Regions from separate parts of the Mus musculus genome. Here regions 1 and 2 are each linked to region 3. Evidence: chromatin contacts called from public HiChIP or PLAC-seq data. All regions are on one chromosome and are shown on one strand. Each heading gives the region's core, a stretch centred on a gene start, on an enhancer-like site or on the middle of the called end of the contact. The rest is flanking DNA. Distances are from core to core; before and after follow the strand shown.

Evidence for each region. HiChIP or PLAC-seq counts read pairs in DNA pulled down with a chosen protein or histone mark.
Region 1: an H3K4me3 HiChIP or PLAC-seq map of stem cell-derived neural progenitor cells shows a contact between it and region 3, with 26 read pairs. The contact joins the enhancer-like site here to the promoter of 5031439G07Rik in region 3. A contact is called at or near these places in 3 of 39 promoter capture datasets (the C10 cell line, embryonic stem cells and hippocampal neurons), 12 of 484 Hi-C or Micro-C datasets (B cells, LSK cells, the NIH/3T3 cell line and 6 more), 13 of 115 datasets of contacts at active chromatin or transcription factors (astrocytes, bone marrow-derived macrophages, embryonic basal ganglia and 5 more) and 2 of 9 other capture datasets (liver and pancreatic islet).
Region 2: a contact with region 3 is called in an HNF4G HiChIP or PLAC-seq map of pancreatic cancer cells. The contact joins the enhancer-like site here to the promoter of 5031439G07Rik in region 3. A contact is called at or near these places in 2 of 484 Hi-C or Micro-C datasets (CD4 T cells and embryonic stem cells), 1 of 115 datasets of contacts at active chromatin or transcription factors (pancreatic cancer cells) and 2 of 9 other capture datasets (adipose tissue and embryonic stem cells).

What each region holds. Positions count from the first base shown.
Region 1 is chr15:84,773,656-84,777,080 of GRCm38.p6, forward strand. No RefSeq gene overlaps it. Among named protein-coding and RNA genes, the nearest start is that of Gm52202, 16 kb to the right of the region's middle. Within about 2 kb of position 1,971, at least 26 of the 459 cell types and tissues checked have an H3K27ac peak or open chromatin away from gene starts, as enhancers often do. A contact at or near this core is called in embryonic forebrain and stem cell-derived neural progenitor cells, where this site is marked.
Region 2 is chr15:85,228,689-85,231,840 of GRCm38.p6, forward strand. Fbln1 (fibulin 1) reads left to right here. Exons shown (of 17, transcript NM_010180.2): 5 at 872-928; 6 at 2,111-2,212; 7 at 2,729-2,866. Among named protein-coding and RNA genes, the nearest start is that of Fbln1, 24 kb to the left of the region's middle. Within about 2 kb of position 1,458, at least 65 of the 459 cell types and tissues checked have an H3K27ac peak or open chromatin away from gene starts, as enhancers often do. A contact at or near this core is called in adipose tissue and pancreatic cancer cells, where this site is marked.
Region 3 is chr15:84,986,231-84,989,737 of GRCm38.p6, forward strand. It overlaps 5031439G07Rik (RIKEN cDNA 5031439G07 gene), which reads right to left and starts at 1,741. Exons shown (of 10, transcript NM_001033273.3): 1 at 1,379-1,741. The coding sequence starts at 1,442. It overlaps Gm39558 (a long non-coding RNA gene), which reads left to right and starts at 1,805. Exons shown (of 4, transcript XR_875533.1): 1 at 1,805-1,902; 2 at 2,925-3,226; 3 at 3,316-3,430.

The DNA of each region.
Region 1 (3,425 bases), core at 721-3,220, 210 kb before region 3:
GGCCCAGCTTAAAAGGATTTCTCACTGTGAACAAGGGGTGAGTCTGCGTCCCTGGTCATATACCTAACCCACAAATGAGAACTCGACGACACATGAAAGAGCGGACACAGAACCATGCTGTTGAAAAACACCATGGCCCAAATTAACTTCAGCTTACAGATTCCAGTCCCTTGTAAAGGGAGGCCGAGGCACAAACCCAAGGTAGGAACCTGGAGGCAGCTGACAGGGAGGAGCTGCTCGCTGGTGGGTTCCTCGTGCCTTTCTCGGCTTGCACTCTTATAGCACCCAGGACTACCTGCCCAGGGTACTGCCGATGCTGGGCAGGACACTCACAGATGAACCATCAATCAAGAAAATGCCCCCATAGACTTGCATACAAGCAATCTGATGGGGGAATTTTCTCAATTGAGATTTCTCTTTCAAGATGACCCTAGTTTGTGACTGAACCCGTGTAGGCATCTGCTTTGCTCCTTTTGGAGGGAGGGGGGAACGAAACGAAGGGAGAGGCGAGGCTTGCTCTTCCCATTGGGACAGCATGGGGCTTATACCGCAGGCCCCTTCCATCTCTGGAAACTGTAGCTCTGTGGCAGTGTACAGACCTGAGCTAGTATTGCCAGCATGGTCAGCCTCAGCAAGCTTGCTCTTTTCTGTCTGATCCCTGACTAGGCATGGGCAAAGTGAAAGCCCAATGCTTAGAACATGAGCGTTGTTGGTGAACTGGAGGGGGCCTGTTACTCAGCCCTGCAGTTCTTCAGGGCGGGCTTGTAGATGACAGTGTATCACACCACATAGAATTTTTTTGAGATTAAAGTAGATTTGTCTTCCTGGTGGCCATCTCTGCTGCTCAACACTGTCACACCTCTGCTGGCAGTCTAAAGTGGCCCTGGGCTGAAGTATCCTTCAGCAAACGCCCTGCCTGTATTCAGGAGCTCGGGAGAGCCTGGCCTGCACTGCTGCTGAGCTCAGGGGCCGGACTCAGGCACTGGCCTGACACCTGTATTGAGAGAGTCCTTGGTGCCCTTGAGCCCCTAGCCAAGCTCCAGTCACACGTGTCAGGGGCCCCACTACCTGCCCACCAGGCTTTGTGTAGAGTTTTGTCTGCTTCCTGCTGCTCTGTCTTGCCAGGTCACCCGAAGCCACATGGATTCTCCTGGGCTTCATGACACTGATGGCTCCTCCTCCTCCTTCTCCTCCTCCTCCTCTTCCTCCTTCTTCCTCTTCTCCTCCTTCTTCTTTTTTTCCTCCTCCTCCCCCTCCTCCTCCTCCTTCTTTTCCTCCTCCCTTTCCTTCCCCTTTCTCTTTCTCTTCTCCTCCTTCTCTACTCCCCCTCCTCCCCTCCTTCTTTCCCCCTCCCCCTCCTCCTCTTCCTCTCCCTCTTCTTCCTTTTCTCCTCCTCCCCTTCTCCTTCTCTTCTCTTCCCTCTTCCTTTCCTCCCCTCCCTACTTCCTCATCCTCTTTTCTTCCTTTCCTCCTCCTCCTTTCCTTCTCCTCCCCCTCTTCCTCTCCTCCCCCTCCTTCTCCCCCTTCCCCTCCTTCTCTTCTCCTCCCTCTCCCCTTCCTCCTCCTGCTCCTCCATTACAAAGCCTTTCTTTTTCCTCTTGTTTCTCTTACTTTGCTTTCTTTGTTTCTTTTTTCTATTTCCTTTTATTTCCCTTTCTTTTTTCCCTTTTTTCTTTCTATCTCTCACTTTCCTTCTCTCTTTCTCCCCCTTTCTTTCTTTCTCTTCATTTCCCTCCTCTTTCCTCCCTCTCTCCTCCCTTTCTTCCTTCTGACAACCCCAACCCTTCCTCTCTGACCCCAAATAGTCAAACAAAGTGGGCTTCCAGCATGGCTCAGTATGGCCTTCCGAGGCAGCCAGCCCCCTTGTCCTGCTCGTAGCCTCTGGAAAAGCCACCATGCGTCTGCACCCCCCCCCCCATGGCGTCTGTGCTCTCAGAATGCTGAATAACCCCAAAGGGTCTCAGAGTTCTGCTGCCAGGGAGAAAGAAAGAAAGAAAAATGATGGCTCCCTTAAGAGCCCACCATTGTGAGCCCCGAATTAACAATGACATTAAATCAAGCCTCATGCATTATGCAGTGGGGTTTACAGGGAAATGCGTGTCTGTGAAATATATGTTTCAAATTTCCTGACTTGGAGAGGTGCCCCAAGACGGTCTCCTGCCGCTCCTTTGATAACAGTTTCCCTTCACAATCGGTAATTGTGGAATCCCAGCCCAGCGCTGCGTGGCCCCGTCACCTTCCCGTGTCTCAGTACAATCTCCCCATCGTTCCCACAGCAAAAGAAAGTGATTATGGCAGTCACACGTAGGAAGCACACGACATGTCCCAGCTTAAAACAATGACAACAGAGCCTGCATGAGGACTCAATCTCCCGGACACAGGGGATAGATTATCCAAGCATTCACTTTTGCGGAGATGACAGCGATTGCCAGTTGACTGCAGAGGTTCGGCAGGCTGCCCAGAACTTGTGGTTGACATTCAGAGAAAGAATGAATTCATAGAATGAGCCACAGATACCTCCCCAGACCCACGCATGTTAAGGTTCCACGATAGCGGGAGATGTCTGGGAAGGAAAATGGAAGTCAGAAAGTAAAAGTCACTCATTGACGATTGAAGCCCAGAGTGCTGCAGACACCGAGAGAGCTCACTCACTCAGCGAGCTTTGGAAATCAGCACAGTGTCTAGGAATGACCTGGAAGGTGGACCAGAGCATTGTTGCATGTAGATTCAGCTGGCCTGACCATCAGGAATAGCAGATAAGCCAAGGTGTGTCACCAGCGTGACTGAAGAGTATCCTGCATTTATTTAGTATGGCCAGGACAGACCTGTGTGTGTTGATTTGGATCACAGTTTCCCCTGGTGACCATCCCTGCTGGTCAGCACTGTCACACCTCTATGGCACACGAACTGGCAGGAGAACATCACCCAGGGTCACGTCTGCAAGCCCACGATGGTTCATCGCCAAGTGGTCTCATAGACACTGAATGATATACGAGCAGAAGGAGTTATTACAGAGTGAATGGTGGGTGGTGAGGGATGGCTCAGTGGGTGAAGGAGAGTGCCAGCAAGCCTAGAGACTGGAGTTCAGTTCCTGGGAGTCACATGGTGGAAGGAAATAACTGCCTCTCACATGCTGTCCTCTGATCTCCGCAGGTGCACCATGACATGTGGGTGACCCCACACATGTACACACACCTGCTATGTCCACTCCAGTAGTGACACGCGCGACAGGCCCTGAAAACCTGGGTGCTGTCCCAAGGCGAAAAGTTCACGGAAACTTAGTCTCCTGGAATCATGGCATCCTGTATAAAGAATGCTCCAATGTCCTTGCTTTAGTTGGTAAACAGATCTGTGTGCTTTCCCTTAATATTGCTTTATTATAAGTGCTCCTAAGGATTGATATTTTGACATATAGCTAAGTTAGA
Region 2 (3,152 bases), core at 208-2,707, 240 kb after region 3:
AGGCTGGCTCCCTTGCAGACCTCACTTTGCCCTGGCAATTGGTGGGTGATTGCCCTTTGATCTGATCCTCTCAGGAAGGCCTTGATGTGTAAGGTCACATGACAAACAGTGATGTGTAAGGTCACATGACAAACAGTAGTGGAGGGAGGACTTGGCCTTTTTGAGTCTTGGCCAGTGTGAGCCAGTGGCTGGGTGCATCTGTGTTCAGGTGGCAGGCTCTTCCTCAGAGGGCTGTGGGACCACAGAAGCAGTTCTGTTGGCCAGCTCTACCTGTCCCCATTGACTACAGCCACCTGTGCTTGAAGCCCTGAGGGCCATGGCTCTGTGATATAGGAATTTCTTGTTGTTTTTAATTTATATTTCTGAGTATGAGTGTTTCCTGCATATATGTATACCGTGTGCCCTCCATGGTCAGAAGAGTTCTCTTAGAGGACAGAGGAGGGAATTGGAGCCCCAGGAACTGGAACTACTGGTGGCCGTGAGCCAAGTGTGGGAGCTAGGAACGGAACCCAGGTCCTCTGCAAGAAAGATGTGTTTTTAACCGCTGAGCCATCTCTCCAGCCCCGACCCCCTGGTTCTTTCATCCGCTCTCTTACACTGTGAGCTCCTGAGTCGTGCAGGAAGCCCTGAGAAGCTGCAGGCAATCCGTGCACTATGCTTGCTGGGAATTTTACCTCATTCACATCTCTCTTGAGCTTTAGACTCACCGACTACGATAACTAATTCAGGCTGTGTGTTGGGAGAGCTTACCTGCCCCTTCATGTGAGGGTACATTTACCAAAGTTGAACGAGTGTGGTGTGCTCGGATGTGTCCGGTCCTGACAGGAGGAGCAGGTGCTTGTGTCATCTTGTGTCATCTCTCTACCCCTAGCTAAGATTCCTGACGAGGAGGACCAAGAAGACCCGTACCTGAATGACCGCTGTCGAGGTGAGATGTTGGGATCTGTGGGAGTCCTTTGGTAGGTAGCTATGAAAGCCCAGGGGATAGTGTTGACTTCTGCTAAGACTCAGCTGGAAAGTACTTCTGTTCTTGGGGCCCTTGGGGCTCCCTGTTTCTTCCACCCTTGAGTGCTCAGAGCCGGGGGGATCTGTCGGGGACAGTGGCTTATGGAGGCAGGACTGGTGTGAGCACTCCAGTGCCAGCAAGCTCCTGGGCTCTGTGGGTGATGATACTTCTCCAAGGCTGCGATGCCCCAGGAGAGTAGCTATTTCTTATCTGTGTGTCCCTGGAGCCCCGCTTGTCCCTGTAGAGTCATGGTCTCTTAGGAGACCTTTGCACTTACGTTAGAGTGACCACGCAGTGCAGCCTTTTCTAACTAAATTCTTTTTCTTCAAGAACATTCTGGCTCATCTAACCTGACCGTTCTGTTGCAGCTCCACCCAAAGGGTTCACTCTGCGACTGGGTGTTAGGTATGCAGGCAGCTTAATCACAAAGTGATAGCGCCAGCACTCAGTGTCAACCTGCGCTGAGGCCAGGAGGGAGGGGAGAGGGAGATAAGGAGTTCCCAGGAAGCTTGGAGTGAGCCCTCTCTGGGTGGCCACAGATGATTTCTGCGAGAGTGACAGCCGGTGTGACAACTTAGGAGGATCCATTAGCCACCATCGCTGTAAGGCCTGCGTGCCCCTGATAGCCAGCCAGGCTGTGGCAAAGGAAACACAGATCATCCCAGTGGGGTTACACTCGAAGTATCCCGTGTGAGTCACAGGGGAGGTGCCAGGCAGGGAGAGGCTGTACCCACAATTGTCACAGCACCGGACATGGACATGGGCAAGCTAGCAGGAATGGGCAGCTGGAAACCCTTGAGAGTTACATGGGCTCTGATAGAGCCCTGCCTCCAGGTGGAGCCTGTTCCCCCCAGGCCTCTTGTTGACCACGAGCAGTATGCCTCCCCAGGTCCACTCTAACCACAGAAGCAACACAAGGTTCCTAACTTGTCAGACCTCTGCTGCCTTCAGAGGCCCCGGAGACGCTCAGAGCCGAGGCTTGGGAGTGTCCCAAGGACCACACGTGGCTGTGGCAAGGAGCCTGTTTTCTGTGTCCGTGCATCCTGGAAGGGTCTCTGAAGGTCGCTCAGTCTGTTCACTAGCTCCCATGGACTCTGGTTGCAGGTGGCGGGCCCTGTAAGCAGCAGTGCCGTGACACTGGGGACGAGGTGATCTGCTCTTGCTTTGTGGGCTACCAGCTGCAGTCGGATGGTGTCTCCTGCGAAGGTAACATCTGAGAGCTAGCCCCTGTGCTTCGGAGCCTCTGCTGAGCAGGCCTGCGTGGCACAACCTTTGTTCCATTCCTGGAACACAGCTGGGACCTGCGTGCTGCCTGGACAAGGCTGTCTTCTAGAAGACTATAGATACAGTGTGGGCAAAGGGCTGCATTGGGGTTCACCTGGGTTCAGGATCTGCCGTGAGGCCTTGGGTAGATCTTTCTTTCTGCCTTTCCCGTTGTCTAAGAGATGGGGATGATGCATGCGACCTCCTTTGTGGGAGTCTTGTAGACGCCATGATTCTAGGGTCTGGCCCTTACTCAAAGAGATCTGAAACTTAACAGAGCTTGATTTGGTGTCTGCCCCTCTCCAGATGTGCCCACAGCAAGACTCAGCTCAGTTTGATTGGGCAACTTGATGAATGCAGGAAGCCAGATCCACCATGGCTTCTGGGACATTCCTTCTGCTCAAGCTTAAGGCTTGGTTGTTCTTGCTGGTTACTTCTGCATCGCCTTAATCTCTCTAGATATCAATGAATGCATCACAGGCAGCCATAACTGCCGGCTGGGAGAATCCTGCATCAATACAGTGGGCTCTTTCCGCTGCCAGCGGGACAGCAGCTGTGGGACTGGCTATGAGCTCACAGAGGATAATAACTGCAAAGGTACAGCTCACATCCAAACCTAAAACTCACCCCTTCCCCAGCTGTGGGTATGGCCTAGAGGGAAGGGCCCATTGGGCTCTGTGGTGCTGCCCCCATGTGGCTGCCTCAGGTACTGCAAGAAGGAGGAGGGTCCACCTCCTTGCAAAGTACACAAGGGCAAATGAAGGAAGGTCTGTGATGAGCAGGTTTACTTCAATATGATGCTGAGTTAGTGACACTAGCCCATTTGATTTAGAAAGCTCGGAGCCTGATCTTTGACAAACAAGTCCAGGGTCCTCGTTTGTGT
Region 3 (3,507 bases), core at 491-2,990:
GGTCAGGGACCACAAAGGTGTGTGCAGAGAGGAGTGTGAAGGAGCTACCTGGAGCTGCAGAGGTCACAGGGCTGAGGGGCTTACAACAGACGGTTGCCCAGACCCTCCCCAATTCAGACATTCTGTGCCAGGTTGACAGCTGGCCCTAACAGGTGGGCACCCAGTAGGTGCTCAAATACATGTTTACTGAGTCCATTAATAAGGACACTCTAAATCAGCTACAAACCATTCTCTGGACACCTTTTTGGAGAAAAAAACCCACTAAAATCTGTGTCCTTATCTATACCCCCAGGTGGCTGTACCTGCCTGACAAGAGAACTTTGCTGAGGTGAGCTGGGCTAGACCCTGCTGCCTAAGAAGGCCAGGTGCTAAAAAAGTCTCCTTCAAAAAAAAAAAAAAAAAAAGAATTGAAATTCACTTCTGCTTTTCACAGAGCCTCCCGGGCGTGGCCTACCAAGGGACCCTGAGTTCCAGGTGTTACCCTCTCCCTCTGCTACTGTGGTCCTACCAGGGTACCAGGGTACACTTCCACTTTGGAGCACTGACAGGATCTAGAAGGCTGTTACTTCCCTCAAAGAGAACTCAAGCCCTGACAGGGAGGTGGGGGTGAGGGGACACAACATAGAATGAAGTCATTCCTTACATGAAGAAGGGAGGGGTCTTTTTTTTTTTTTTTAGAGAAAATGACAAGCCCAAGATTATAGGGGAGGGGGTTTCTGCCACATGGTTCTGGGCAAATGTATCAGTTATGCATTACCTCACATCCAAGACGACCCCACCCACACCTCCCAGGCCCTTTCAAACAATGAGACACCCCCACCCCACCCAGCAGCTGAATGACTCCTTAGACCAGAATCACACCCGGAGAGGCTGTAGCAAATCCCTGATTCCAGTGCTAAGTAGGTGGGTCAAGGGGCAGAGGCCCAACAGGTCCCTTGTAGAGCTAATGGACAAGAGGACCTTTAGGTGCAGAAAGACAAAGGCTACAGCAATCAAGAGCCGCGGTCTTCCATGTGGGCTGGGGAATGTGGTCAGGGCACACTGCCTTGAACTCTGAACTCAAGGGCCTCCCAAAATCTCACGCCCACACTCCCTGCAGCAGCAGTGGGGCCCCCAGATCTTCCAGGAGAAGGAAGAAGAGTTAAGGAACCACGAAGAGGAAGAAGGAGCTGGGACAGATATCCTGGCGGTCAGAGGAAGATAGGGACGCGGAGACACAAGGATCGGGGTTCTGTGGTACCAAAAAGACACTGAGACTTGGGGTCCCGAAAGACAGAGCCCAGGGCGGTGGGGATGCACGGAGGGCAAGGAGCACAGGGGGACTAGCGGAGGTGGACTCGCGCGGACACTCACGCGCGCGCCCGTCCCCGTCACTCACCCAGGCCGCAGACCTCACGGCGCAGGCTAAGGCGTCCGCGCTCCTCGGCTATGGCGCGCAGCATGTGCTGCAACGAGCGCTCCTCCGCTTCGCTGCTGTCCACGGACTCCCGGGAGGCGGCCGGCCCAGCCCGGAGCCCCGCGGGCGCGGACGCCGAGGCACAGGCCCTGCCCGGCGGCCGCGCGGAGGCCATGCCGGGCCCCGGCTCATCGCCCGCGCCGCGCCCGCGGGGGCCACCGACACGCCCCGCCGCCCGTGCCCCGCTGCCGCCCGCCGCGAGCACCAGTGAAGCCACAATCCGCTTTTGTGTGCGTCGCCGCCGCCGCCGTCGCCACCGCCGACCTCGGAGCACAGCGGAGCACTGCGATCCTCAGCTCCGCCACCGCCCGCCCGCGCGCGCTCGACACCGCCCAGGCCCCACCCCCGACGCGGGCCCGCCCCCAAACCCGCCCTTTCCCCGCCCCCGACACGCAAAGGCCCTGCCTCATACTCCTAAAACTCCGCCCAGATCTCTGGGCAAGGCGGTGAGTCGTCCCTGGTCCTGGCCCCGCCTACTTCCTTGCGACCAGCTGCTGCCAACTTCAAAAGCCCATCGCGTCCTCGCTCCAACCTGTCGCGTGACGTTCTCGTCATCTCATTCCCACACCTTCCTTGGCCTGCTGACCTTCCCTGCTGCCCGTGTTCCCCAACCCTGAGTCCACTTTCTCCCGCCCCCCGCCCCCCCTCCAGTAGAGTCACGCCTCTGAGCCGCCCCCTCTGCGCCTCACTGATTTTGCGCTTTGTCACCGCCCTGTGCATTCCCTGAAGCCTCCAGCACACCAGCTCTGCTTATTTCTGTCTGAACCTTCCAAGTAGGTTCTGCTAAAAACTTGCTTCACAAAACTCAACAAGAAGTTACCACCTCCTTTCGGAGGTCTCCTGGGACGCCTCAGTTTCCTCTGCTGAACACTTAGGAAAAGGGGTCAGAGAGTTGCTTCCTGTCTTAGCTCCTGTGCTGACTAGAGGCCAGAGGTGGATCAGATCAGCTTGCATGTGATCCTAATTAAAGGCCAAGGTCCAGCTGGGCATCCATCCCTGTGCTAAAAGAGGAAGATGCAGGGAGCAGCCGCCAGAAGCCACGTTCTGAACTCACTCGGTGGTCCTTTCCCAGGACCAGGGTAGGTGACCATGCACTGCTGGTCTCAGCCAGTTACATTTCCAGTGTCAAATTCTCACAATCATGCTAAGCATAAAGTTCTGTCTGCCCCGACTCTTCTTCACCCTGTCTGGGATACCCTTCTCCTAGTCTCCTGTCTCCTTTGGATCCCAGTGTCCTCCAATACATTTCCTCAAAAACAAACAAACTATATCTTGCCTGCCTCCTGTTCTATTATTCCTAGGCACAGCATCCTTACCACTCCCCTGACATCACACTGCATAGCTGTAGGAGGCGTCTCAGAAAACCAGCCCCTTTCCCTTGGGCTTCCCAGTCCTCAGAATGGTTTAAGCCTCCCGTCTGTGACATTGCACCATGGCAGCTCTAACTAAGACACTGTGTATTCCTCAGGCCTGGCTTCTGACAACTGTATTCCCAGCGCCCAATAAATGCAGGCTGTGTGATGGAGACTGGAGAGAGGCCTGCTGAGGAAGATTGTCTCTAAGGAAGGTGGGGTGGGACCACAAGGTGTGGAAACCACTCCAGAGCAGGAAATTGGCAGCTTTGGCATACTGTTCAAGCCTTACCTGGGATTTGTACCGCTCCCCTGAGATGCTCAGGGTAGGGCTTGAGTGACTAATTCCATGGTCCCAGAGCAGTGGTTCTCAACCTTCCTGATGCTGGGACCCTTCAATACATTTCCTTGTTTTATGGTGAGCCCCAACCATAACTTACTTTTGTAGCCACTTCATATCTAATTTTACTAGTTATAAATCATAATATAAATATCTGTGTTTTCCAGTGGTCTAGGGTGACCCCCATGAAAGGATCATTGAACCCCACAATGGGAGCTGAAATGACACACAGGTTGAAAACCATAGTCCTAGAGTCAGGCACAGGAGGGACTCTGTAAAAAGGTACGTATCTCGGAAATTACTGGCCTTTGTCTCCTCTCCCCTGGGCCTGTGGCCCCATCTATTAATGAGGACCCGGT